Regions from separate parts of the Zea mays genome. Here region 1 is linked to region 2. A link is a contact called in public Hi-C data. All regions are on one chromosome and are shown on one strand. Each heading gives the region's core, a stretch centred on a gene start, on an enhancer-like site or on the middle of the called end of the contact. The rest is flanking DNA. Distances are from core to core; before and after follow the strand shown. Region 1 holds the start of LOC103641967 (polyphenol oxidase, chloroplastic). Region 2 has its middle 35 kb from the start of LOC103641967.

What was found. A called contact is a pair of places that touch in the nucleus more often than the background predicts.
Region 1: a contact with region 2 is called in a Hi-C map of ear, with 3 times the contacts expected there. The contact joins the promoter of LOC103641967 here to the enhancer-like site in region 2. A contact is called at or near these places in 6 of 25 Hi-C or Micro-C datasets (ear, leaf and tassel).

The regions. Positions count from the first base shown.
Region 1 is chr10:140,112,829-140,118,542 of Zm-B73-REFERENCE-NAM-5.0, forward strand. LOC103641967 (polyphenol oxidase, chloroplastic) reads right to left here and starts at 4,113. Exons shown (of 3, transcript XM_008665268.4): 1 at 3,513-4,113; 2 at 3,074-3,335; 3 at 1,422-2,510. The coding sequence starts at 4,033. The coding sequence ends at 1,653.
Region 2 is chr10:140,079,068-140,085,386 of Zm-B73-REFERENCE-NAM-5.0, forward strand. No RefSeq gene overlaps it. Among protein-coding and RNA genes, the nearest start is that of LOC103641967, 35 kb to the right of the region's middle. Within about 2 kb of position 2,329, at least 17 of the 20 cell types and tissues checked have an H3K27ac peak or open chromatin away from gene starts, as enhancers often do. A contact at or near this core is called in ear, leaf and tassel, where this site is marked.

The sequences.
Region 1 (5,714 bases), core at 2,863-5,362, 36 kb after region 2:
CACATATCTTTCCTAAATTTATGCGCATGCATTGGATCGTGTTTGACTCATGCATGCATTCCTTTTTTGCGCTAACAGACGTGGGGCAGGTGGCGCACCCGACAGCCTGGTTGGACGCGCTGGTTGAACCAGTTTACATGGGTGGTCGGCCTGGGCTTCCGTTAACTATTGGAAGCACAGGGCTCCCGTTATACCTACCCTATATATACTCATGCATGTATATGTTTCAATTTCACCATGTAAACTCAAATCCAATAATATGATTCAATGGCGATCTTGTTGTTGCTCATGAACATGTAGTGTGTGTACATCAATTATACCATTCTTTTTATATACACTAGTATTATCTACCTCGTACAGTGGTGATAGTTATCTTATTGACACTACTATAATAAAGCTGCATTGGTACTAGTTCAGAACCGGCTCCGTTACCGGATTTTTTCATCCGGTACTATGGAAACGGGACTAGAGGCATAGTCTTAGTTGCATGAATGGGTGTTAATTAATGCCTTTATGGTATGTCCAACCCACGTGCATGACCTGTATTTTAAGGCGTGTCTAACGGGGTACCGGATAAGTACAAAAAAAAATACAAGAGACGTGTCTCGATGAATGAAAGTCTTTAGCATTGTTGTATAAATTTAAAATATCTTGAGGGGTTCTAGTGAATAGGATACAAGAAGATACATTGAGTTGTATGAATGAGTTTTTTAATGTATCTAGTGCTTTGAGAACTGCAATACAATATCTTAGTTGTACATGCCTAATATCTCTTAGTGCCGGTTATAGCCATCAACTGGTATTAAAGGGGATCATGTGGCCGTAGAGGATCCATAGATCATAGTATGGACGCCCCTTTACTACTAGTTACGGGGTATAACCGGTATAAAAGAGACTCTTTTAGAACATCTACAACAGTTTTCTTAAAGAAAAACTCCCTGGCTAAAGACAGACGTTGGAACTGGCTGAGTGATAATAGGTATTAAAAAAATCTATGTTCTCTATTTTTAGTTGTCAGATTTTTTTTTGACGCGCATGCATCTAATTTTTGGGAGTGAACAAGAGAGGTTACTATATATATATAACAACTTTGTAGATTTAGCAACCTTTTTTACATAATTGTTTGAGGACCCTTTTTTATAACAACTTCTTAAATACGTATTTAGGAACTCTGCAGATGTTCTTAGTACCGCTTATATAAATCAAATGCTATTAAAGAGAGTATCCATATTGATTAATTATTATTGTCTATATGTGTTTATTTACACTACTTATACTATATTATTATATATTTAGCTTTTTATATATTGATGGAATACATATGTATATACTAAGAGCATTATATATTAATAGTAATATATATACATTGTATTGAATTTTGCATTAGAAATTTTGAACACCAAATTTGAATACGTTGTGAATAGTGATCCAAGAATTAAAATTTTTAACTTAAATATCTTTGAGTTTTTTCTAGCATCCTGCTGTTTGGGCAGCACAAACACAAATCCCACACTCCGCGATACACGTAGGTATACTCGTAAATCATCACACAGTTATTCGTGTATATATATACCTCATATATACTCGTAGAGCAGATGTTGCTACGCGTTAGCACCTGTACTCTCAGTCCGGTAGGAGTAGGACGTAGGACCTCACCCGACATACTCGATCCCGACGCCACCAACAGTTACCATGTCCCCGGCGCACCTCGGCACGAGCGACACGATGATCGTCTTGTCCCCGTCAGCACCGATGTCGTCGAGCAGGTCGCATATGCCGAACCTCGCCACGGTCTTCACCGTGCCCTTGCCCTTCCCAGGCCGGACCGCGTGCGGCGTCAGCGCCACGCTCCCCGCGCACTGCGCCGCCGCCGGCATGCCGCCCCCGCTCTGGGAGTCGTTCACGAACACGTCGAACTTGACGAACCTGCTCGAGTGGTCAGCGATCTCGATCCCCTGGACGACCAGCACCTCCTCCTTGGCGTCCTTCTCCTTGCGGGTCCTCGAGGTCTTGGGCCGCGTCACGGCCACCCGCACGGTCTGGTTCAGTGTCGCCGGGAGCGCGCCCGCGGTGGGCGCCGGAGACCCGGCCTCCTTGGCCGGCTTGGCGTTCAGCCACGGCAGGGCGACGTCCTGGTAGGCGTAGCCCAGGGCAGCGGTGTCGAGGCAGTCCCGGACGCGCACGCGGACGAGGCGGGCCTCCTCGTCGTAGAAGAGGAAGCTGGCGTCCAGCCAGCTGGGGTCGGTGAAGTCGCTGTTGCCGGGGCGGAGGCCGTTCCAGACCGACCACATGCGGTCGATGTTGCCGTGGTGCGCGAAGAAGAGCGGGTCGCGCGCGGCGGAGTAGAAGTTGCCCATGTCCTCGCCGTTCGGCTGCCTCGGGTCGCCGCTCCAGAAGTGTACTGGGTTGTGCGGGATGCTCTCGACGGTGCCCGCGCCCGGATCTGGCTGGTCGCCCTGGCGGTAAGGCATCCCAAAGAAGAGTTCCTTCTTCTTGGCACCGGAGATCATCTGACGTAGAGCAGAGACATGTGTTTCCATCCATGTGCTAATCAGAGATCAAGTGTTCAATTCAATTACGTAAAATAATTGACTGTCCAATGTCACTGCAGTGTTACGCTAACCTGACACATTATGAGGCTATCCGCAACCGTTACCCCTAAATTTTTCCCCCTATATCACTTTTCCCCCCTATTTTCCCCCTATTTTTTCTTCTCCCGCAGCGGTTCCCCCTAAATACTCCCCCTATACCCCACTACTGCTATAAAATATCATTTTCTATATCAACTATCAAATTTTTATCTACTAATAATTACTCGTGGACCCACAACACATTGTTTAGGGTGATGAACAGTGACACGCTAGATCTGGGGGGAGAGAGAAGGGGACCGACACGTAGGGGGCGCTGTAGGGGGCACCGCTGCGGCCATAGGGTGCCCCCTACGCGCCGCATGCAAGGGGAGGGGGCAGGGGAGGGGGCAGCGTTGCGGTCAGTCTGAGGGTGAAATATTGTGTACGACTAGGACAAGACAACTAGCTATGCTAGCACGCGTACGTACGGTAATACTACTGACCTGACGGTACATGATCATTAGATTCTGATCGATCTGCTGAGCTCTTGGTATGGTTGGCTCGGTCCCGTCGTAGTCGAGGTCAAGCGTGAATGGCGGCTGGTGAGCAGGGTCACGCCTTTCATCGTACAACGGGGAGGACTTGTCGGCGTAGATCGCCGGCAGCGACATGCCGCCGGGCGCATCCCAGTTCCAGAACGGCAGTGCAAACTTGTCGTCGCCGACGAGTTTCCCAAGAATCCTTTCGTGGAAGTAGAGGTAGAACCTGCACACGCGTTGTCCAATTTGTGAAACTAATCAAGCTGCGTAACAAAAAAAAAAAGTTGCGCGCGCGCGAATTAATTATTAATTAATCGCTGAAGCATACACGACACGAGCAAGTTCACGTAACACCCTACACAACACGGAAGCATGCATGCATGTGGATCTATCCGGCTGTCACCTGTGCCATTGGAAGAAGAGCCAGCAGTTGTGTATCTGGATCTCCAGGTCCGGGAACCCGACCTGGTCGAACGCGCCGTCGCAGTAGGCGCAGTGCACGCGCCACTGCTGCGCGAAGCTACGCGGGTCGTCGTCCGGCAGCTGCTTCATCAGCGCCACGGCCTTCTCGTACTTGGCCACGTACTCCGCGTCCACCAGGTGAGCGGCCGGGCGCACGCGGAGCCGCGGCGAAGGAGTGAAGTCGACGATCCCCGGGCTCGGGCAGCAGTTCACATCCTCCGCCGTGTCGGGGAGGTCGGGCGGGTGGCAGTTCCGGAGGTCCGGCGCCTGGATGGGCGCGCCGCCGCTGCTCGACGAGGACGACGACCTGAGGAGGCCGGACGCCGCCGCCCCGCCGAGGCCGAGGAGCACGTCGCGGCGGTCGGCGGCGCCGGTAGCCTTGCACCTGACTGTCGTCGTCTGGAGGCTGCGGCATGGCGCCGCGAAAGCGAAACCTCGTGGCATGGTGGTGGCGATCAACATGGCGGTAGCTGCTACTCAGTGGTGAACTTGCTGTGGAGTGTGAACTTGTGAGTCGTACGTGGCCGGTGCCGTGCCATGGTTTAGCGAGTCGCTATATATAGGAAGTGTGTAGGCATGTGATCGATCGCAGGTTGACTAGTTGGGCACTTGGGCTGGCTGGATGTCTGGTTTGGCCGTTTGTTGGGTGCTAGTGCTACTCCTATGTAGTCTCGTGTCGAGGTTTAACCACTAGTACAACATCTAGAACGTCGTTATTATTGACGGTTCGATCACTACTTTTAATGACGTTTTACTAGCCGCCAATGTAAAAGGATAGTGAAAGCTGTAAATTTCTCGTGTGTTTGCTAGAGAACCTCAAGAGTACTAAGTATATATAAATACCTTGTTGCTTTTTCAAGATAACTAGCAGTCACGGCAACCGAGGTTTGAGACTATCTCCAGCACTTTATCTATCTCTCTATATTTATATTTAAATTTTACTCTATGAACAGTACAAACTAAAATACAAAATAGTACAAAATAATGTAACTTTGAGTAAACTGGTGTAGACGGTGACACTATATGACCTCTGCCACCAAAAAGGCTCTCATATCCATTTACAAGATTTGTCTACCATATTTTATTTTGATTTCATTTTTAAATGAGTATTCTAAAACTCCAAATAAAGAGGTTGTCAACTATAACGGTTTGTAATTTTTTTAAGTTCTACAGCTTTGGTTTCTGGTTGTTTCTTCATTTATGATCATTTGAGATTTTTGGATTTTAAATCTGAAAAAATCGAATGTAATTTTTGGAGCCTAACACTACTGGACACAAAAACACTCGACAACAGAGCATGTTTTTGGTAGTGTAAATAGCTTCAGATAAAAAAATCAATAGACAACTACAAAATTGTAAACCTTTTTAAGTACTATAGCTTTCATCTAAACTACTCCCTCCGTCCCAGTATATAAGATGTAATCAGCTCTAGTTCAAAGACCAAAAAATATACTTAATTATGTTTATACCACTGTATCGATATACGTGTATATATATATAGAGAGAGAGAGAGCACGTCTTATATTATAGGACAAGAATAAAAAGTGGTTAAGTCTTATATCATCCTGGGATGGAGGGAGTATTTTCCAATTTGAGACCACTTGAAAAGTTATAAAAGATCAATTACAAATTATCATCGTAAATATATTTGTATTGGCGATTTTCTAAACAAAATCGCAAGTTAACTAAGACCACTAACAAATTACCAAATGCAGTACGTGCTATATATACGTCTATATATTTCCTGAAAGACTAGAGAGGAATAAATTTTGTGATGCGACGAAGCACGCGTGCTTTAAACAGAACAAAACTTGCATGGTAATGGTAACGAAACGGGCTGGGGGCCGATCGTGTAACATGCTGCTAGCTGCATGCTATAGACCATAAATTATAGAGTAGTATGCGCGTCCGAACACACACTACATCGTGACAGCCTTAGCTATATTTATACTCTACACTACATCTCGCACACGCATAATATCTCTCGATCGACTTCGTTTGTCACACGCGCACGGAAACTATGCTAATAAGCCCCTAGGATGGCGAGATGACGGCTCACCCAATTACCGACGAAAAGCAGCAGCTGTAAACATCGATAGACAAGCGTGCCACGAACTGCAATTGCTATTGGCAACACCACTTT
Region 2 (6,319 bases), core at 1,079-3,578:
GTGTTGTTGTTTTGGTCGTAGCTGCAGGCTGGGCAGTGAAAGGGTACAAACTGCAGAACGCGAGCTGCATATACTCTAAGGAATAGCTTTTGAAAGAACCACGTACAACATCACTGTACACCATTTTCGGCGGCCGCTGTTATTTTCGGCGGCCTGACACAGCCGCCGAAAATAACTCTATTTCCGGCGGCTACTGACACATCCGCCGAAAATAACTGTTTAGTTTTCGGCGCCGAAAACTAAAAGTTTAAAACGGTCCCCGACCTTCTTCTCTGTTTCTTTCTGTCGTCCTTGAGCCCGCCCGCGCCGCCTTGCCTCCGGCCGCCGCTCCTGGCCGTCCCCGCGCTGCCGCTCCTCGGCCGACCACGCGCCGCCGCTCCCCGGCCGGCCCTGCGCCGCTGGTCCCGGGCCACCCCCTGCGCGGGACTCCGGCCGAGGCCGCCGTCGCCCCGAGCCACCACCGTCGACCGCCGACGTTCCTACTCCATCGCCGCCGTTCAAAGCCCCGAGCCGCCACCGTCGTGGAATCACTCCGCCGTCGTCGCCAAGCTCTTCCTCGTCGTAAGGTATTTTTTGCGTTTTTTATTCCATATTTTCGGCGGCCGTTATTGAATTACCGCCGAAATTAGTATATATTTATAATTGTGTTTGTTTGATTAGTTGTGTGATTAGTATTATTGTTTAGTTCGATTTCATTAATGTATTAGTGGTATATATGGTTTAGTGATTAGAGGTATATTGTATTTAGGCATTAATTTCATATTAATATGTGGTACTAATTATATTATTAGCTTTAATAGTATATTATATTAGTACGTATAATAGTTGCATAATTAATTGCCTATTTTCGGTGGCAAAGGGCTTATTTTCGGTGGCTTCTCGTAGCCGAAAATGGTTGTAGCTTCGGTTGTGACGCAGCTAGGTTGACAAGCTCTGAGCAGAAAGATTTTGTGCTACCGCAAATTCCTTCTCACGCCATGCATTGCCCATGCATCAGCACGCTGCACGCACTGGCAGGAGAGGGTGTGGAATACACAGCAACACGGCGGTGCAAACTTTCAATGAGGCAGCACAAAACCTCTCGAGACTCGAGAAATATAGCGGGGCGTGAAGTGGAACTGGAAGAACTGGAAGAGCCGATGCAGCTGAGGCACTGACCGAAGCCTAGGGAGCCTACACGTACGCGCGCCTGGCCTGCGCTGTCTGCATCCATCCTTCTTCCCTTTGGTTTGCCTACTTGTAGAAGCAAAGTTGACATAAAAGCTGCGTAGAAACCAAAGTTTTGGCTGTGGCCTCAGGCAGGCGGCAGGAGGCAGCTCGATCATACGTTGGCACCGGAGAAGACGGGGACGGAAAGGGAGAGCTTTGGATTGCGAAGAATGTGGAATAAAATTAAGTAGAGATAATGTGGATAGCATGTATTGAAAAGTTAAACGTTAATAGGGATGACATAGTTGGAGATGATGTGGATAGTTAGTGTGAGATGATGTATAGCGGTGTAATGTCAATTCCTACTAATTGACTAAAGGTCCTTTTTGCCGATCTCTTGGGAGAATATACTTCCGGTTGCAGTCATCACTCATCACCAATCCGGCAATGTGGAAACGTGAAAAGCGGAGCATCATGAGAGCAATACGAGGAGCGTACACTATATATAGTACGCAGCCAGCTATAGTAAGAAAGGATGATGAAAATGCAGACGTGGCAGTGGCAATGATCGCCGTGTACATATATATGCATGTGCAGCAGCACAGCACCGTTGGTGCTATTTACAGGTCCGTGAGATAGGATAGGATAACGCCAAGGGCATGCACGTACCATTTAATGGAGGAAGCTAGGGTAAGCATGCATGTTTCGTTTGACCACACCACAGTGCCATTCGTGACCTTTTGCGCGCGGCCAGAGACAGACAGAATGAACAATTAATTGCCACACTGTTTTATTTTGCATCTGGTGAAATACACGCTCTGCATGCTGCCGATCTTCACCATCATCCCCTGCACCGATTTCTACTGAAAAACGTGTTTCTGTTGACACTGAAATTCGACCAGGAGGTCCATATAGTATTCGTCGGCTAAATCTAAACCCGCCGTCTTGCCCTGTAGTATGTATGGGTTTGTAGCTCCTGGCTAGCTGGCTGACGGCACGAGTCGCATACTGGGATCCATGAGACGACGAGACAGCGCGATACCGTACGTCCTACTCGGGGAGGTCAACCATTAATTATAGTGCAAACGTACGTAACCGGGCCGTTCTGGCTTGGACTGCTCGGTGCTCGATGCACATCTTTCTGATAAGAAGCCCAGCCTGCATCCTCCTACGGAAAGCCCACTTGAGCCAGCCCATGGACCAGTCCATGTAGCCTACCTGCTCCTATCTCTATCTGCAAACCACTACTACGAGCCCATAAGGGGCCAGTCCATATGGCGCTCAACCTGAATTATATGTTACAATACTTGCATACAATGCAGATTTTCCATTGCTAAACATGTTACGTCTCGTTCTACCCTACATCTGCTCTGCAATATTTCATTCAGTCTGTAGCCATGGCTTGGTTTCGAGTCGGTGTACTATGGAAGGAACATGCATGTCGTTGCTATCATTATTCCAGTTGCCTTCTGATGCAATTAACGATATTCTATGACTCACGGTCGTTGGATATACACTAAAATCACCGTTATGAACTTTTTTTAATCTTTTTCATCCTCCCTAGTCATCTTCATAATGTAGCATTCGAGTCTAGCTAATAGATATATGACGTGTTGGATTGCAGCATCATATAGCCCGGAGTCAAATCATCCGTTATGGGTTGGAGACGAGAAAGACGAGGTCATCTGATATTTTTTCAAGAAACCAGCTCGACCGTCAACTTACGCCTGCGAAGACGGCTACCAAGGATGGCTTGACGACGGATCGGTTCACCTCGTGACACAAACCAGACAGAACATCTAGGTTGGGACCACTAGTACAATTTGGCTCTATACAAGCGGTAGGATTTTTACATCACACGCGGTTCGGTTAGAAAACCGCCTGTGATGTCCCAGGCGGTTTAGTACGCCTGTGATGTAATAGTATCACAAGCGGTTTTTGTTTAGGACCGCCTGTGATGCTCTATCCTTTTCACAAGCGGACCCTAAGACAAAACCGCATGTGATTGTAAAATTATGAAAATACAATTTAAATATGAAAATAATTTTATTTTTTAACAGAAATATGCAAATACAATTTAAATGAATTAATATTTAATTTTTAACAATAATATGCAAATACAATTTAAATGAATTATAATAGCACACATAGATAACTAGAGAGATTTTAAATTAATTGGCAACCACAATTCATAGTCGATCATACATGATAACAAATACAATTTGATTCATACAATTTTTCATGAACTACCATTTTTCCGCATGTATGGCTTTAAGTTCTTATCAATTTTCTTTTCCACACGCTTGATTCTCTCTGGACCGTTAAAGACGAATATCTCTTCATACTTATTGTATTTCTCATCTTGGTCTCCCACATTCTCAACTCCAACAATTTTTTGCTTTCCAGAAATAACTACATGCATCTTCTCATCTGCTGGATCGAGTACATAGAACACTTGTGCAACACATTCGGCGAGAACCCACGGGTCATCTTTATATCCTACTTTCTTTAAGTCTACCAGTGTGAGTCCGTAGTTATCCACTATCACCCCCACGGGATGTTGTACCCATTGGCACTTAAACAAGGGTATTTTCATGCTTGGGCCATAATCAAGTTCCCATATTTCCTCTATGAATCCAAAATATGTGGTCTTCTGTCCATGTAGGTCAAAAGCATCGATACGAACACCGCTATTTTGTGCAACACTTTTCATGTCTTTTGATTTAGTGTAGAATGTGTACCCATTGATGTCATATGCTTGCCACGATGTCACAAAACACGATGGCCCAGAAGCCAAATTCTTCATTGTTTTCTCATCCGAAGAGTCTCCGAATGGGATGTTTTTGTCCATTAACCATTCGCTGAAACGATGTTTGTGCTCCCTCATGATCCAGTCCTCTGTGCGGTTCTGATTTTCTTTACGAAGCTCATTCAGGTGTTCCTCTATGTAAGGCTCGGCTATCGTGAGATGTTGTAGTACACTACCATGAGCACAATGTACTAGCTTGTAATCCTCAACGCGAAAAGTTTTCTTGCCCATTCTCCCTCTCCCACATAGTTTACCCTCATGTTTAGGTACAGGCACACCTATCATTGTTCCGTCACTGATGTAATCTATACAGCTCTCAATCACTTCTTCTGTAGTGTATCCCTCCATGATTGAACCCTCTGGGTGAGCGCGATTTCGCACATAACCTTTTAATACTCCCAGGTATCGCTCCAACTGAAACATATGATGTAAATATAGTGGCCCTAATATTTTTATCTGATCCACGAGATGTATGATTAGGTGTACTTGCATATCAAAAAATGATGGAGGAAAACACATTTCAAGCTTGCACATAGTCTCGATGATGTATGCCTTTAGATAGTCCAAGTCTTCTAAAGCTATTACTTTTTGTGAAACCGCATTGAAAAAGTAACACAAGCGTGTGATGACAACTTTGACATGCTCTGTTTTGAGGGCTCTTACCGCAATTGGGAGGAACACCGTCATCATCACATGACAGTCATGAGAGTTGTAGCCAAATAGAGACAAGTCCTTCATCCTGACTAGTCTGGTGATATTGGATGAGAAACCTGTGGGCACTTTGACCCCACGCAAACATTTGCAAATCTTTGTTCTCTCCTCAACTGACAAGTTGTAGCTAGCTGGGGGGAGGTAAGGCTTCCCTTTGCCACTATCCACTGGATGAAGTTCCGGTCTGATTTGAAGATCTACTAGATCATTGCGTGATTTAAGTCCGTCTTTTGTCTTACTCGGCATGCCCAACAAGGTTCCAATGATGCTGTCAAAAACATTTTTTGTTACATGCATCAAATCAATGTTGTGGCAAATTTCCATATCCTTCCAGTATGAGAGGTACTTGAAAAATATTGATTGCTTCTTGAAAGTTGTGTAAGTTGAAGGGTCAGTTCTCTTTCTCTTTTCTCCTTTGTTTTTTCCCTTTCCGAATACAACATGAATGTTCTTTACAATTTCAAAAACAAGTTTCCCACTATAAGGCTTTGGTGCACCTTCATTTTCCAGTTGATTGTTAAATTCCTCTTTCATCTTTCGGTACTTATGCTGCTTCATCAAGAACCGTCTGTGTCCCATGAACACCAACTTCTTGGATGATTTAAGGTACATGGAAGCAGTTCCATCGACGCACACTACACAACCATTCTTTCCTTTAGTCTTTTGCCCTGATAGTGTGGCGCCACCGGGAGAATCATGGATGGTAACTGAAAGTCGCCTAGAGGGGGGGGTGAATAGGGCGAAACTGAAATTCTCAAAAATAATCACAACTACAAGCCGGGTTAGCGTTAGAAATATAATCACGTCCGCGAGAGAGGGCGCAAAACAAATCGCAAGCGAATAATGAAGTGAGACACGCCGATTTGTTTTACCGAGGTTCGGTTCTCTCAAACCTACTCCCCGTTGAGGAGGCCACAAAGGCCGGGTCTCTTTCAACCCTTCCCTCTCTCAAACGGTCCCTCGGACCGAGTGAGCTTTCTCTTCTCAAATCAACCGGGAGCAAAACCTCCCCGCAAGGACCACCACACAATTGGTGTCTCTTGCCTTGGTTACAAGTGAGTGTTGATCACAAGAAAGAATGAAAGAGAGAAAGCAATCCAAGCGTAAGAGCTCAAATGAACACGGCAAATCACTCTCACTAGTCACTTAGGCTTTGTATGGAATTGGAGATGATTTGATCTCTTTGGGTGTGTCTAGAATTGAATGCCTAGCTCTTGTAAGTGGTTGAGAAGTGGAAAACTTGGATGCAATGAATGGTGGGGTGGTTGGGGTATTTATAGCCCCAACCACCAAACTTGACCGTTGGTGGAGGCCGTCTGTTCGATGGCACACCGGACAGTCCGGTGCACACCGGACAGTCCGGTGCCCCTGCCACGTCACCAATGCCGTTGGAAATCGACCGTTTGAGTTCTGACTTCTGGGCCCGCCTTGATGTCCGGTGGCGCACCGGACATGCACTGTTCACTGTCCGGTGCGCCGGCATGGGCGTCTCTGACTCCTGCGCGCGCTGGCGCGCAATAAATGCGCTGCAGGTATCCGTTGGCGCCTGAAGTAGCCGTTGCTCCGCAGATGCACCGGACAGTCCGGTGCACACCGGACAGTCCGGTGAATTATAGCGGAGCGGCTGGAGTGAAAACCCGAGGCTGACGA